3 separate regions of the Mus musculus genome follow, and regions 1 and 2 are each linked to region 3. Evidence: chromatin contacts called from public HiChIP or PLAC-seq data. All regions are on one chromosome and are shown on one strand. The core of a region is the stretch at or near the end of the contact, and the rest is flanking DNA. Distances in the headings are between cores, read along the strand shown. Region 1 overlaps Cwf19l2 (CWF19-like 2, cell cycle control (S. pombe)). Region 2 holds the start of Casp4 (caspase 4, apoptosis-related cysteine peptidase). Region 3 holds the start of Msantd4 (Myb/SANT-like DNA-binding domain containing 4 with coiled-coils).

Region 1 (4,908 bases), core at 1-2,500, 940 kb after region 3:
TCAGCAAAACATTCAGCACTAATAGTAGGTCACAGTTCTAACACAAAAAATTTAAAATCAGCATTCTAGGGTGAACTACACTTCAACATTCTGTTAAGAACTCAAAAAATGAAAAAAAAAAAAAAGAACTCAAAAAATGGTCAATATAATACTGTTACAATAATAACTGAAAAGAGTCCCGATAATTTTAAAATAAATATATAAATTATATATATTGCTATTATATGTTAATGTTTTATATTATATTAATAATATTATTATATACTAGTATTTAAAAATGGCATTTTTGAATATTCAACCAGTGTAGTAGTACACACCTCAGGAGACCAAATTTAGCAGCTGTCATGAGATAGAAGCCTGTTTGAACTACATGGTGAAGAGGCCAATCTGGGCCATATTTAGAGACCCTGTTGCAGAAATAAACAAACGGAATCTATACACACTATAAGAAAGAAATAAAACAGCCAGGCAGTGGTGGTGCACACCTTTAAACTTAGCATTTGGGAGGCAGAGGCAGGTGGATTTCTGAGTTTGAGTTCCAGGACAGCCAGGGCTACACAGAGAAACTCTGTCTCAAAAAAAACAAAAAAAAAAAAAAAAAGGAAACAAAAGCACTAATACCACACTACAATTTTCTAAACTTGAGAAATTCTGTATTCCATATGACAAGTTATTGATCATCTTAGAGCTATAATCTTGAGAATATTTAGTTGCAGTCCAAAAGTAAAAGCAACAATTGTGCATTCTCTTATAAAACTGGCCCACGATTAATTAAAAACCAAAGTAATTTTGCTACATCCACTCCAGTGAAGTCTGCGTGACAGGTTTAGAAACCTGGAAGCAGTCCAGAGGCAGTGTTTCATGGAAACTTAGCCTCCTTGAACCCTGGCATTCCCATAGCACGTACACCCAAAACCTGTCCCCATGTTAGTCTGGTGTATAGATCCGTGTGCTCTCTTTCAGTATTGTTTTATTATAAGTGCCTTTAGGGATTGATTTTGATATATAGCTAAGCCTTTGCCAGTGTTCCAATGTCCTAGGAAGTCCTTGAAGCCGGCCATGAGCTTGGAATTCAGGAAAAATGTTATCTACTCAGTAACACTCAAATTTACTTCTAGTAGAGACAGTGAAACTAATTAGGCATTACAAAGAACAGAGCTAGAAAAGCTCAGGGCTAGTCTGCATAGTAATTACTTAGGACAATAGGCGAGTCACTCCCATACACAAGAAAACACAATGGCCTAGGAAATAGGTGGGTTGTAGTATTACCCATGAAAGGGTTAGTAGAACTGAATTCCCCTGGATCAGGTTTTTCACTAGGCCCAGAGGAATAGCATAATCAGGTATTTACTAAAGGACCTCTGGTGGTGGGTTTAACAATAGACTAGCATTGTATCAGAGCATTCACCTGGCTCCTGTGTTTAGCTGATCTTAATTAAGGGTTGTTCCTATTCTCAGTTGTAAACAAGGCCTGGCTCCCACTATCTTTTTATGTATGCATTTTCTTTGTTTTGTGTTAAGAATCAGTGTACCTTGATGAATGTATTCGCCTAGCTTTCTTGTTTGTCTTCTGTATTATAAGACTGGTGCTGGCTTTGAGAAAATACATTCAGATACACACTCTCTCTGTGTCCATGTCTGTTTGTCACTCTTTTCATCGCCAACTCCATGCCCACCTGTCCGGAACCCTAATTTTCCACAGATTGAGAGAGGCCGACTGGGGCTGGTCTATGGCATAATTTAAAATTGAGATCATGTGCAAATCTCAGAAAAAGCCTCATGTAAGAAAAAATTTCAGCCAACAACAGATAACCTACTTAAGAGTCAAAGCTACAAAACACAAGGGGAGGGGGGGACCTTGCAAGAGCCAGAAGGAGTCTAAAGCAAAGAATAGTAACAGTCCTACAAATCCAAAGATCTTGGTACAGAGTGCTAAAGAAAAGAACGCATATGATGAGAGAGTCCCTCAGGGCTGCCCTGGAATATTCGTCAAGGCAATACTTATAAAAAGAAAAACAAATTTACAGTTAATTAAAGAAATGTTCTGAGGTATTCTGGTAATATTGTCTACACAATAATTTGTCCCGAGCCGGGCGTGGTGGCGCACGCCTTTAATCCCAGCACTCGGGAGGCAGAGGCAGGCAGATTTCTGAGTTCGAGGCCAGCCTGGTCTACAAAGTGAGTTCCAGGACAGCCAGGGCTATAAAGAGAAACCCTGTCTCGAAAAACAAACAAACAATCCCCCCCCCGCAAAACAAACAAACAAAAAAATTGTCCCATTAGCCATAAATCATAATTGCATAAGTAAGAAAATATTGGGTAAAATGCTTAGGAAATAATACCCCATACAGTAAAATACTGCTCAGAACCCAAATCAGAAATGTTAAAATTAAGTAATAAATGACTTTCAACATTTCAGAACAAAAAACAAAAATAAATACATGACACATTTGACTCAAAATGTTCTTATGAAACTGATCAATTCATACCATGATTCATATCAATAAACAATGGGGAGAAAATGCAGCACTCATCAAGTAAATATCATAACATCTAGCACCCAAATATCAGATATGCAAGTAAGTAGAAAAGTAATTAAGAGAAAACTCATAATCAAGAGAAAACCCTTATCAAAATCAAAAGCCATCAGAACTGACAGATAGAAAAAAACAATCATATTTAGTTATTAGTACAAATGCATCCCATATATTCATAAAGAAATAACAAAGATATTAAAAAGATATTTTAGTCTTATAGTCAGGCTTGGTGGTTCACATCTGTACACAGGAGGCTAGGAGGATAGAGTATTCAAGGACAGGGTGGCCTCTGTCAATACAAAACCTTGTCTCGAAAGGTACTTCTACTCAGGAAAACTACAACCCAGATATTAAAAAAACTGACACTGAGTAATATTTTTAAAAGATTGGATTACTAAAAAAACTGTAGTAAAAGGCAGGTATTACTTATGGACATTTTCAATTAACAAAGAAGTTCTATAAATATATAAATGTGATATATGTAAAAGAATGAAAGATACACTGTGTCAATATTAGTCAAAGGAAAGTTGATGTATCTATGTTAATATGAGATAAATTACTATATAACAAAAGATGTTGTACCCTGGACAAAGAGGGTTATTTTATAAGAAAAATGGACTAAGCTATCAAAGAACACAAGAATCTCTACATACATGTACCTAATAAGGAAGCTTCACAAAGCAAAAACTGATAGTATTTCAACAGACTACTCCACAATAAAACTATGCATTTCAGTATTTCTAAACACTATAGAAGGTAAACAGGAAATTAGCAAGAATATGGAAGATGAATAACAACTAAGTGAGCTACTGACAACTTACAGAACACACCACTCAACATCCATTAGTTCAAGAAGAATAAAACAAACAAATACACACACACACACACATATATATGTGTATATATATATAACTGTTTGCCAAAATAGACCATACTCTGTGAGCCATAAAATTGGTTTTCATAGGAAGTCTAAGAAACCAGGTTGTCCGAAAAAGGTTTTCTGATATTAAATAGGAGCTCAATAACAAGCACTGTTAGATGGCTTTCAGCTACCTGGACCCTCTGCAGCCATCATCAAGCAAAGAGAGAAGAGAAAATTTTGAACTGAATAAAAGTGTAAACTCAATGTATCTCAACTTGTAGGGATCTTCTAGGGTTTGTCTTTGTAGAAAGCAGAGAATTCATTACTTATTTGGAAACAACAGATATCAGGTAACACCTTTAATCAAAAAAAGTTAAAAAAAATCAAATCAAAAGTAGTCAGAATATAAGAAAAAATTAAAAAGCAGAAATAAAAATCAAATCATAGAAAACTTCAATAAAACCAAAGTTGCTTTTTGAGTGCAATCAATAAAGCAGATGAAGAAAACAAAAATATGGACTATCAACAAGGAAACAAAAGTGAAATCATTACTAGATATTCTAAGCATTAACCAAAAATACACACAAGCAACTTGAGGAGATACTCTGCACCTGATCTGTAGTTATTAAGAGATAGTGTAGCTGTGGCCTATCGCTATTCACCAGGTTAAAAAGCCTGCCCACTGCCAAGTGTTTCAACATAAATAGGGGAGATGATGGCTTCATATTCTACTGGTAGTAACATAAAATGGCATGCCCATTCTAGGAAATAGTCTAGAGTGGAAGCACTGTATGATCCAGTAATTCATCTCTTAGTAATAGAAAAGAAAGCATATGTACATGAGTGCATATTAAAGTTTTGTTGGTAATGGTCCCAAACAGGAAACAATCTAAATGTCCACCTACAGGAAATGAGAAAGCAGACTGGTTTACAAACCAATAATATTTTACCCATCAATAAAAAATGAACTATTAATATGCATAATAACATGAATGAAGCTAAAAACAATTATGCTCAGTAAGAGAAGCCAGCCTCCCAGCAAAAATACACAATGCATTTCCCACTTACATAAAATGTCTGTGGTGAAAGAAAGCAGAATAGTCTGGAAATGGAAATGGAGTTAGGGATGTAGAAAATGGGGGCACAAGGGGAATATTATAAACATTCACCAGAAAACTTGCAGAGACTCTGTTTCACAAGATACACATAAGCATATTCCAAAATTTACAAGTTTTGTACAGCTGTTTATCATGCCAATTACACTTCATAAGGCTTTTAAATTTTCAAAATAAAAGGAGCAATAAAAAAAGGTAAGGCAAAAAATATCTCCTCTCCAAAAATAAACAAACAAAAACAAAAAACAAAACAAACAGAAACAAAACACAATCAAAATATCCCTGAACTGAAGGCTGAGGACTTGGTGGCCATGAAAAAAGAAGGCTGCAGAGGCAAGTGCTGAGACCTGTGGGACAGCTGCTGCTCTGGCAGAAACATCAGTAAGGGACCACC
Region 2 (4,307 bases), core at 354-2,853, 930 kb before region 3:
ATTTCCTGGAATCTATGAGTTAAGACTACCCTAGTGAGGACTCCTAGTGATGAAGTATATAGAACATAAACAAGGTAGGTTTGGCATACTAAACAAGAAATATTGCACATTGAAGATATCAAATTGAGGTGTGATTATCTTTCCCCTGAGTCAGCAATTTTTATTAAACATCTCATTTTAAATTCTAATTTTTTAGTTTTGGGAATATCATTTTGAACATCAATCTCTGTACACTAAAGTATATAGGGCAGAGGTAAAAATAGTTATTCAAACAAACAAAGTACAAGACACTATAATCATTTAAATGACTGATGTATGTTCAAGAAAACATCATGTTTTAAAACTTTCATCCATTAAAAGACAGTGTCCCAGAGAAGATAGTGTGTAGAGCTAGTATCTGTTCTGGCAAGGTTGAAAGTTTCTTGAAAGTATCTGGTATAGACAGCAAGGTGGAGGGGCTGGGTGTTAGAAACAGGTTACTTTGGTCAAATGTGGGCAACAGCAGCAGAAAAGGCAATGATCAGACGCTTGTCGTTTTTAAAAGACTTTTGCAGAGAGATAAGGTAAAGTCGGTGTCTTGCATGTGAGAACAAGTTTACTCTGCCCAAAGGACATTGGACCTAAGCTGACAAATACAACTTTTTTGTTCATCCTCACGTACACATTTTAAGAATAAAGCTAAAAATATTATAAGATGCATTTGAACACTTGCTACCAAAATACCAAGTGATTTCTCAGTCCTGTGCCTTTTCAGCTTCTGAGTGTAAGAAGGGTATATGATTTGAAAGGAATGTTAAGGATAGAACAGAAGGCTAAGACCTGGAAAGGAAGACATGAGTCAAAACATTGTGACAGGAGTCCATGAATGAGTTACAACAGTGGTGATTTTAGCAGACGCAGAGATCTAGCAAGAAAAATGGAATCATTTAAAATGGAAGAAGAGAGTAACTCTATGCTTGGGAAATAGGTGGTGACTTCAAATATGTGCCAATCAGCATCTCAGAAAAATGTAACAGTCCTAGAGCTCATTACAGACTTCTAGAGTCCTAGAGCTCATTACAGACTTCTAGAGTCCTAGAGCTCATTACAGACTTCTAGAGTTCTAGAGCTCATTACAGACTTCTAGAGTCCTAGAGCTCATTACAGACTTCTAGAGTCCTAGAGCTCATTACAGACTTCTAGAGTCCTAGAGCTCATACAGACTTCTAGAGTTCTAGAGCTCATTACAGACTTCTAGAGTCCTAGAGCTCATACAGACTTCTAGAGTTGTTTTAATGTGTTATTCTGGCTTTACCCTCCTCTTTGATTTCCAAAAAGGAAACTGAGAGATGAAGTTCTTTGTGGCTCAAAGCTACATATATCTCAGCATGTCCACACTCCCAATAAACAGTCCTTTCCGGCAGTACAGTAATCAGGCTTTTATGCCACTGCTCTGCTCTGTCACCACTATTTTTTTTTTTTAATTCTCTGCTTTCGCAAAGTCTAAATTCTAGGACTCAAGTCAAAGCCCCTATTCAGGAAGAGCCCCCAGACTCACCAGCCATGAGAAAAAGCCTCAGTTCTTTCGCACCGTGAAGACAGCTTGACAGAGTAAAATGAAAGTTACTGGGCATTTCCTTAGCATAGGGAGGCGGGGACTTCCAGGAGATGTTGAAAGAGCTGCTCAGAAAGTATCAACTGCTGTGGGGAAATCCCCTGTAACTCATAAAACTGGCCTCCCTTTTCCTGAATTTTATCACTTCGTCATGGGAACAAACAAACACAACTAAAGCGGCTGCAAAAATAGAAAAAAAAAAAATTGAAGTTGTTTACCTTTGCATTTTCTCTATTCTTCAGGGCTCCAGTAAGACACAGTGCTGCTTATATTCTAGTCTGGCTTCTCAGTAACTCAACCTCTGCTTTCTAAAACATCAGTTCTAAGTCAATGAAATTTAACATATTCATTTCTACTGGAAAATTAAGCAATTGTTTCCTAATTCAAGGTACTACAGCCTTTCTATACATATTTCTACAGACTTCGTTTTTATTAGACATAGTTCAGAGCAATCCTTTTGTCCACCCTGGGTGCATTTCATTAATTGTGCAAGACAAATTTTTACTGAGAGTGATGATTACTACTACCTGTTCGTAGCCTCTTGAACAAATAGGGGCACTTGCACGGTGCAATATAATGAATGCATGATCACATGATCTGAGGAGAGAGGTATGTCAGGGGAATGGTTAGAGAAAGGGGAAAAGACAAATGCTGTGGTGTGTTCAACTTTGAGTCTTTGGGGAACGTTGGATTAAATAGGAAGGATTAGAAAGGCTCTTGTGAAAGTGTCCTTCTTCAGCTCCTCCTACAGTTAACAAATACTGCTGAGAGAATGGATAAAGTAATGCCACTATCGCCCATCTCCTCAGTGTCATACTTATCTGGTAATTGTTCCCTGGTTGTTGGTGGCACTGACTGTTTTATAGTCTCAATCAGAATGTGAAATTTTAAGGTTCATGGGCTAAGTCAATATTCTTTGATCCATGAATTTTTTAATCCATGAAGGATAATAGCACATAAAAATTGCTTTGTTCTGGTCCAGGCTTCCAGAGTAATAAGTAAACACTCCATTTTGAGATTCCATTTATTATTTTGGCTATAATGGTCCCAGTTATATTTTATATGTTTCTTCTTCTGAGCACTAAATTCTTGGAATTCAGAAACCTGTGGTGTCTATATGACTGTAGGAAAAGACAAGCAAATGATATTATAAAAGAAATAATGGCACTCAGCCAGTTCTGCATTTAAGAACCAAGTCTAAGAACTCTGCTGATGCTCTGGCTACTGAGGGATTCTGGGAGAGAGACAGTCTTTGGTGTATACCAGGCTCCAGTGGACACTCCATGGTTACACTGTGAATTCTGGTTAAACTCAGTGGGTCTCAAAAACAAACAAACAAAAAAAGATATAGGTGTTTGAATAGGAATTGTACAGAGGAGAATAATTGTAGGAATAGAAGAGTACTACAGAGTGTGTGAGGTTATAGTAATCAGAATGCATTTTACACATGTGTAAAATTTTTACAAATAAATACAATAATAAAGACATGAGTTACTCTTCTTGTGTTCTGTCTGAAAGTCAAGTCAAATAAAGGAAAATAAGGTCGCAACAGAAACAACAAACAGGATAGCCTTTCTGTTTTGTTTTATTTTAATATTTATTGCATCATCTAAGGAAGTATTGGCTTCTTATTGGCACGATTCTCAGCATAGGTACATAAGAATGAACTGGATTCCTATGAGAAAGAGAAATTACAAAAACATAAGCATTCTTCTGAGATCAGTGCACAACACTGTAATGCTGGTATATACACTCACAACAGAGAAGAGCCCAAGGCATGTGTAAGTGTTTATCTTACTAAGATAAAATATAGACATATAGAGCCTCTTAAAATTTTGTCTCATAGCAGCCAACCTGAGATAGGACCAACCACAAAATCTGAGAATATTAAGAAAACAAGCAGTCCCTTCAGTCTGTTCCTGATTTCTCTATATAATATACCAAATGTAGAAACTTGGATCAGGATCAGTTGTTTACTATACTTCAGTGGTCTTCATCCAACCTCCCCCTACTGCACACACACACACACACACACACACACACGTATACACACACAAGTGTACAAAGGCATTGGTATGACATACTTCGTTTAATGTCCCGGGAAGAGGTAGAAACGTTTTGTCAGGGTCACCCTATCAGCAGTGGGCATCTGTAGCCTAAATTCTGGTTGTTCAAATGAAAATCGAACCTAGAAGTAAAAGGAAGGTTTATAGCCATAATTTTCAGAGAGTAGGATCTCGAATCAAGATGGACAAAGACTGCATTGACTAGCATGACAATAAACAATGAAACAATAACTCATGGCACTTATAAAAACAAAAGTTATGAGAATATTTGCCAGATTATTAAACTTTCTTTCTGTAGCTGACAAATATGATGGGCCCAGGGATATTAGAATCTGCTCCATATTCTACCAAGGTAAAGATATATATTAATATATATGATTATTTCTTAAGGTTTCTGATTATAAAACATTGACACCATGTATGGATTGTTGACTAACCAATAAATAAATAAATAAATAAATAAATATTCTTTTTATAAAAATGACAATATGAACTTTACCATTAGAAGCAGTTTGAAGAGCTAAAGACCAATAAAATAGAATTGATAAAGCATATAGAACCCCACCTTTCTGAAAATGTCCTCCAAGTCACAAGACCAGGCATATTCTTTCATGTGTTTGATGAGTGACTCAATGAAAAGTGAGCCC
Region 3 (4,273 bases), core at 1,084-3,583:
ACTGCTGTTAACAATAGAATCTTGTACAGCATACACCATCAGATTTTGCTGCTCTCAAAATTCAAGATCAGTTAACTCACTGGACTGGTCTAACAGCACCACTATATGGCAAAAAATAGGAGGTGTTTTAACCAACCAGGATCTTTGTGTCTTTAACTCCTCAGTAGTTCTTACCAACTGCATAGCCTTCCCTGCCCATCCCCACAGTTCTTTTGTCTATACTTGGAGTTTACAAAGTGGCATCCCTTTGTCTTCAACTGAACTATGCTGAACTAATGAACTATCATTTATAAAATACACTTCACTGCATTTTTAACCTCAATGGACTTGATATTAGAACCCTATGATGATGGCTATCCTTGTTTGTCAACTTGGAATTACACAAAAAATGGAGGGTTCATCTCTGAGTGATTTTTGCTTAATTTCATGTAGGAAAATCTATTTCTAATCCAGATCTTTAAGGTAGAAAGATACACCTTTGATCCAGGTCATTTGAGCTGGAAAAATCCACCTCTAACCTGGGCCGCATCTTCTGGTGAACCCCATGTAGAGACACAGAAGAAGGACACTTATGCTCTTGGCCTGCTTGTTCTCACCTCACTAGTCCATTCCTTCATTATCATTAGAGCCTAATTCTCTGGGATTCCAGATTATGCTAATGACCAGCTGAGACATCCAGCCTCATAAATTGAACTAGACTCTTGGACTCTCCATTTATAGCCAGCCACTGTTGGATTAGCAGCCACTGTTGGATTAGACTGCAGCTGGTAAGTCATTCATATATATGTATGTATATATATATACATATATATACATACACACATACATACATACTTTCTAAAAGTTCTGTTACTCTAGAGGACCCTTATTCTGGTCAGTCTTCACTTAATCCAGAGAAAGACTTTACCTGAAGCCTTGACAGTATTGAGTTAAAGAACATTTGAGCATCAGTGCAGTCAGAGATAAAATCTGTTAGCTGCGTTTACAAAAGCAAAAACTAGCAGATTATGAATATGTCTGTCTTTTTGTACCATTCCTAGTACCTTGATGCTGTGTATGAGAGGTTTGGATTTTCTCTAACAGACTCCCAAATAAGTTCATCAAAGGTATTTACTCAGCTCCTACATTTGGGGCACCATTCCTGGTGCTAGGGATAGAACCGGTCATAAAATGTACAATTACACTATTTTTGATGCCCAACACGTCCCCCTCTTTATTGTTTTCATCCTGTTCTTACAGTAAGGAACTTGACAGTCAGTCACTAAATCTCAGGTCCCAGTGTTCGAACCACAGACAGCAGCTGTTTTCCTGAACTTCCTGACCATTGGGAAAGGAAGAATAAATAACCCTCCAACTTGTGGAGGGCTTCCACAATTATTCTTTACTGTTCAGAAACAGAAATGTTGTGCAGTGCACTCACATAACTACCAATGATGTACTGTAAGATAAAACTAGGTATTTCCTCTGTAACGACTGAATGGACTTTCTAGGTTTTTGTCTAACATAGAACTAAAAGATCTGGAAAAAAAAAACTGGCAATAACATCTAAATTAAAGAAAGAAAGAAAGAAAGAAAGAAAGAAAGAAAGAAAGAAAGAGAGAGAGAGAGAAAGAAAGAAAGGAAAAAAGAAAGGAAGGAAGGAAGGAAGAAAGAAGGGAGGGAAAGAGGGTAGGTTTGGGGGGGGGCGGGGGAGAGAGGGAGTCACTAAGTAGTTAAGAAGAAAAGCATTCCAAATCTACAAACTTCCCTCCACCCCTGTCTCACTCCAATCTTATTTCAAGAGTGACTTCCCTTTCCTCAATATTATTACAGGGTAATTATTTTCCTTCCTTTAAAACTTGAGGTGATAAACACAACTGAAGTTTGCTTAAGGGTCTCCCGCTACGAAGTAACGTTGGGAAGGTGCAGTTGAGGCCTCTGGGACGATGGATCCCACAGCCTGGAGTTTTCGGTGGGGGAGGGGTCAAGGTGGTGCAGCGCCCAACTAGAGTCCAGGCAACTTGGAGGGTTATTATTGCTTTCCGAATGGTCAGCAATAGCCCTACCTAGGTTTCCCTCACTTCTGCAGAGGCCCAGAGCTTCTCCCGAGTCAGGTGACAATTATGAGTGGGACTTTACTCCACAGCCTCGGGATCCTGCGCTCTTCAATGTCAAAACCAAAGCTCACCGAGGCGACACCCCACAGAGACCCACCCTGCCAAGTCTCCTCTGCTCCCTCGAGCTCCCCAGTCCCCGTTGCTCCGCTGCAACCCAACACTCACCTGCGACCCCGGGGCACCTCTGTCGGATCGCCCCTGAGGGTGCTGGAAAAGAGATGCTTCATGGAGTCCCCGCCCACCAACTTCTGCCTGCTCCGATTGGCTGAGATGGCTGTTGCTCATGGGTTGCAGCTAATCCATTTGTCCAGGGGGAATTGCCACTCTGCCTTAGAGCCCGCCTCAGGCCAGGCCTCACAATGGGAATCGAGTCCCAAACCGGTTCCGGGTTAGTGCCCTGGACAACGCCCCGAAGTGATTCGCCTCCCGTTCAGCGCTCACTTTTTGCCACGTGACCCTGTCAATCAAGCGTCCTCTAGCAAAGGATTGGTCCCTAGAGACAGTCTTGCCTCGCTGCTCCGCCCGATGGAGACTGGCCTTTCAATCTCCAAACTCCGCTCCTGTCCTTGATCTTCGATAAGGCCAAGGAAAAATGGAAACCCTTGGGTCCTCCTCTCCTATTCACCTAGCTGCGGTCTCCGTGGACCTCAACCTCTGACGTTGCCTTTGCAGTTTTCAAATCAAAGACTCGTTTTGTACTCTTAACCTAAAATGGAACATTTGGCTTGTGGACGGTTTCTCCAGTGTTCTCCATCTCCTCCCTCTGATCCTTCAGAGCCCTACGGGCTGATGTCTCCTTTGGCATTGTCAGTGAACCTGGTTTCCCACTTCCTCCGTTTCAGGAATGTCCAGTTCTCCCTGAAAATTACTAATACCCATCCTCTCACAGCCCACTCTTCAAATTAGAGTCAAATTGAGACGCCTACAGTTTCTCGGGGGAAATTATTCCTAATATGCAAATTAGGAAATTCTCTTTAGGCTTTTAAAATCCTAATCCTGCTTTTCTCTCAGGCTTTTTTTAACATGGTCTCCCTTTTTGCTTCCCCCAGCTCTCCACTGTTCTTTTGAACTCTTTAGTGTCTTAGGGACTGCCTTTGCCTTGCTGTGTTTCCACCCTGTAAGGCTTTCCCAGGATCAGAATTCATTTTGGAAATTCTTTTTTCTTTTCTTTTCTCTCTTCTCTCTTCTCTTCTCTCTTTCTTTCTTGTTTGTTTGGTTTTTGTTTTTTGTTGTTGTTGTTGTTGTTTTTGTCTTTTTGTTTTGTTTTGTTTTGTTTTTTTGAGACAGGTAGCTCCGGCTGTCCTGGAACTCGCTCTGCAGACCAGGCTGGCCTCGAACTCAGAAATCTGCCTGCCTCTGCTTCCCAAGTGCTGGGATTAAAGGCGTGTGCCACCACTGCCCGAGAAATTATTTTCTAAAGTAACCTTTCCTATGCAGTTACTTCGCAGCTACTTCAATTTATCTCTCCAATATAAGTTTGCCAGATGGGAAGGATGGCAAGCTAAATTTGAATAACAATTTCAGGGTGACATTCCACATTTTTTATTTGTTGACTCTGACAATCATGCTCAAGTGAGATCAACCACAACCTATATTTTCCCCATTATAGCTCTTTTTTTTTTTTTTTTTTTTTGCGTAGCAAAGCTTCTAGCATGTAATAGACATTTTATAAAAAGATGTAAAAGCATGACAAAATGTTGTGTGTATATAACAAGTCTTTATTTTTTCATATAATAGTCTTTTTTAAAATTAGGTATCTTCTTTATTTGAATTTCAAATGTTATCCCCTTTCCTGGTTTCCCCTCTGAAAACTTCCTATCCCTTCCCCCCTGCCCCTGCTCACCAACCCACCCACTCCTACTTCCTGGCTCTGGCATTCCTCTACACTGAGGCATAGAACCTTCACAGGGCCAAGGGCCTCTCCTCCCACTGATGACCAACTAGGCCATCCTCTGCTACATATGCAGCTTGAGTCATGGGTTCCTCCATGTGTACTCTTTCGGTGACGTCCCTGGGAGCTCTGGGGGTACTGGTTGTAACAAATCTTTAATGTTTATTTCTAGAAAAATAATTGCACAAACTATGAAGTATTTATGAACTATGATCTTTGAAGATCAATGAACAGTTTTAAGATTTTTATTATAATTTTGCCTAAAGAGAAAAAAAATGATTTTTGC

The links. HiChIP or PLAC-seq counts read pairs in DNA pulled down with a chosen protein or histone mark.
Region 1: a contact with region 3 is called in an H3K4me3 HiChIP or PLAC-seq map of embryonic stem cells, with 7 times the contacts expected there. The contact joins the enhancer-like site here to the promoter of Msantd4 in region 3. A contact is called at or near these places in 10 of 39 promoter capture datasets (the C10 cell line, the HPC-7 cell line, cranial neural crest and 7 more), 12 of 115 datasets of contacts at active chromatin or transcription factors (the 230-238 cell line, astrocytes, embryonic stem cells and 3 more) and 2 of 9 other capture datasets (adipose tissue and embryonic stem cells).
Region 2: an H3K27ac HiChIP or PLAC-seq map of the NIH/3T3 cell line shows a contact between it and region 3, with 8 times the contacts expected there. The contact joins the promoter of Casp4 here to the promoter of Msantd4 in region 3. A contact is called at or near these places in 2 of 39 promoter capture datasets (the 3T3-L1 cell line and pre-B cells), 1 of 484 Hi-C or Micro-C datasets (B cells), 3 of 115 datasets of contacts at active chromatin or transcription factors (the NIH/3T3 cell line, fibro-adipogenic progenitors and microglia) and 3 of 9 other capture datasets (adipose tissue, liver and macrophages).

What each region holds. Positions count from the first base shown.
Region 1 is chr9:3,436,078-3,440,985 of GRCm38.p6, reverse strand. All of the region lies in intron 8 of Cwf19l2 (CWF19-like 2, cell cycle control (S. pombe)), which reads right to left. Among named protein-coding and RNA genes, the nearest start is that of Cwf19l2, 34 kb to the right of the region's middle. Within about 2 kb of position 1,250, at least 12 of the 459 cell types and tissues checked have an H3K27ac peak or open chromatin away from gene starts, as enhancers often do. A contact at or near this core is called in embryonic stem cells and stem cell-derived epiblast-like cells, where this site is marked.
Region 2 is chr9:5,306,145-5,310,451 of GRCm38.p6, reverse strand. Casp4 (caspase 4, apoptosis-related cysteine peptidase) reads right to left here and starts at 1,603. Exons shown (of 9, transcript NM_007609.3): 1 at 1,538-1,603. The coding sequence starts at 1,544. It overlaps Casp1 (caspase 1), which reads right to left. Exons shown (of 10, transcript NM_009807.2): 8 at 4,226-4,307; 9 at 3,679-3,782; 10 at 3,171-3,269. The coding sequence ends at 3,684.
Region 3 is chr9:4,374,612-4,378,884 of GRCm38.p6, reverse strand. Msantd4 (Myb/SANT-like DNA-binding domain containing 4 with coiled-coils) reads right to left here and starts at 2,333. Exons shown (of 3, transcript NM_145609.2): 1 at 2,262-2,333.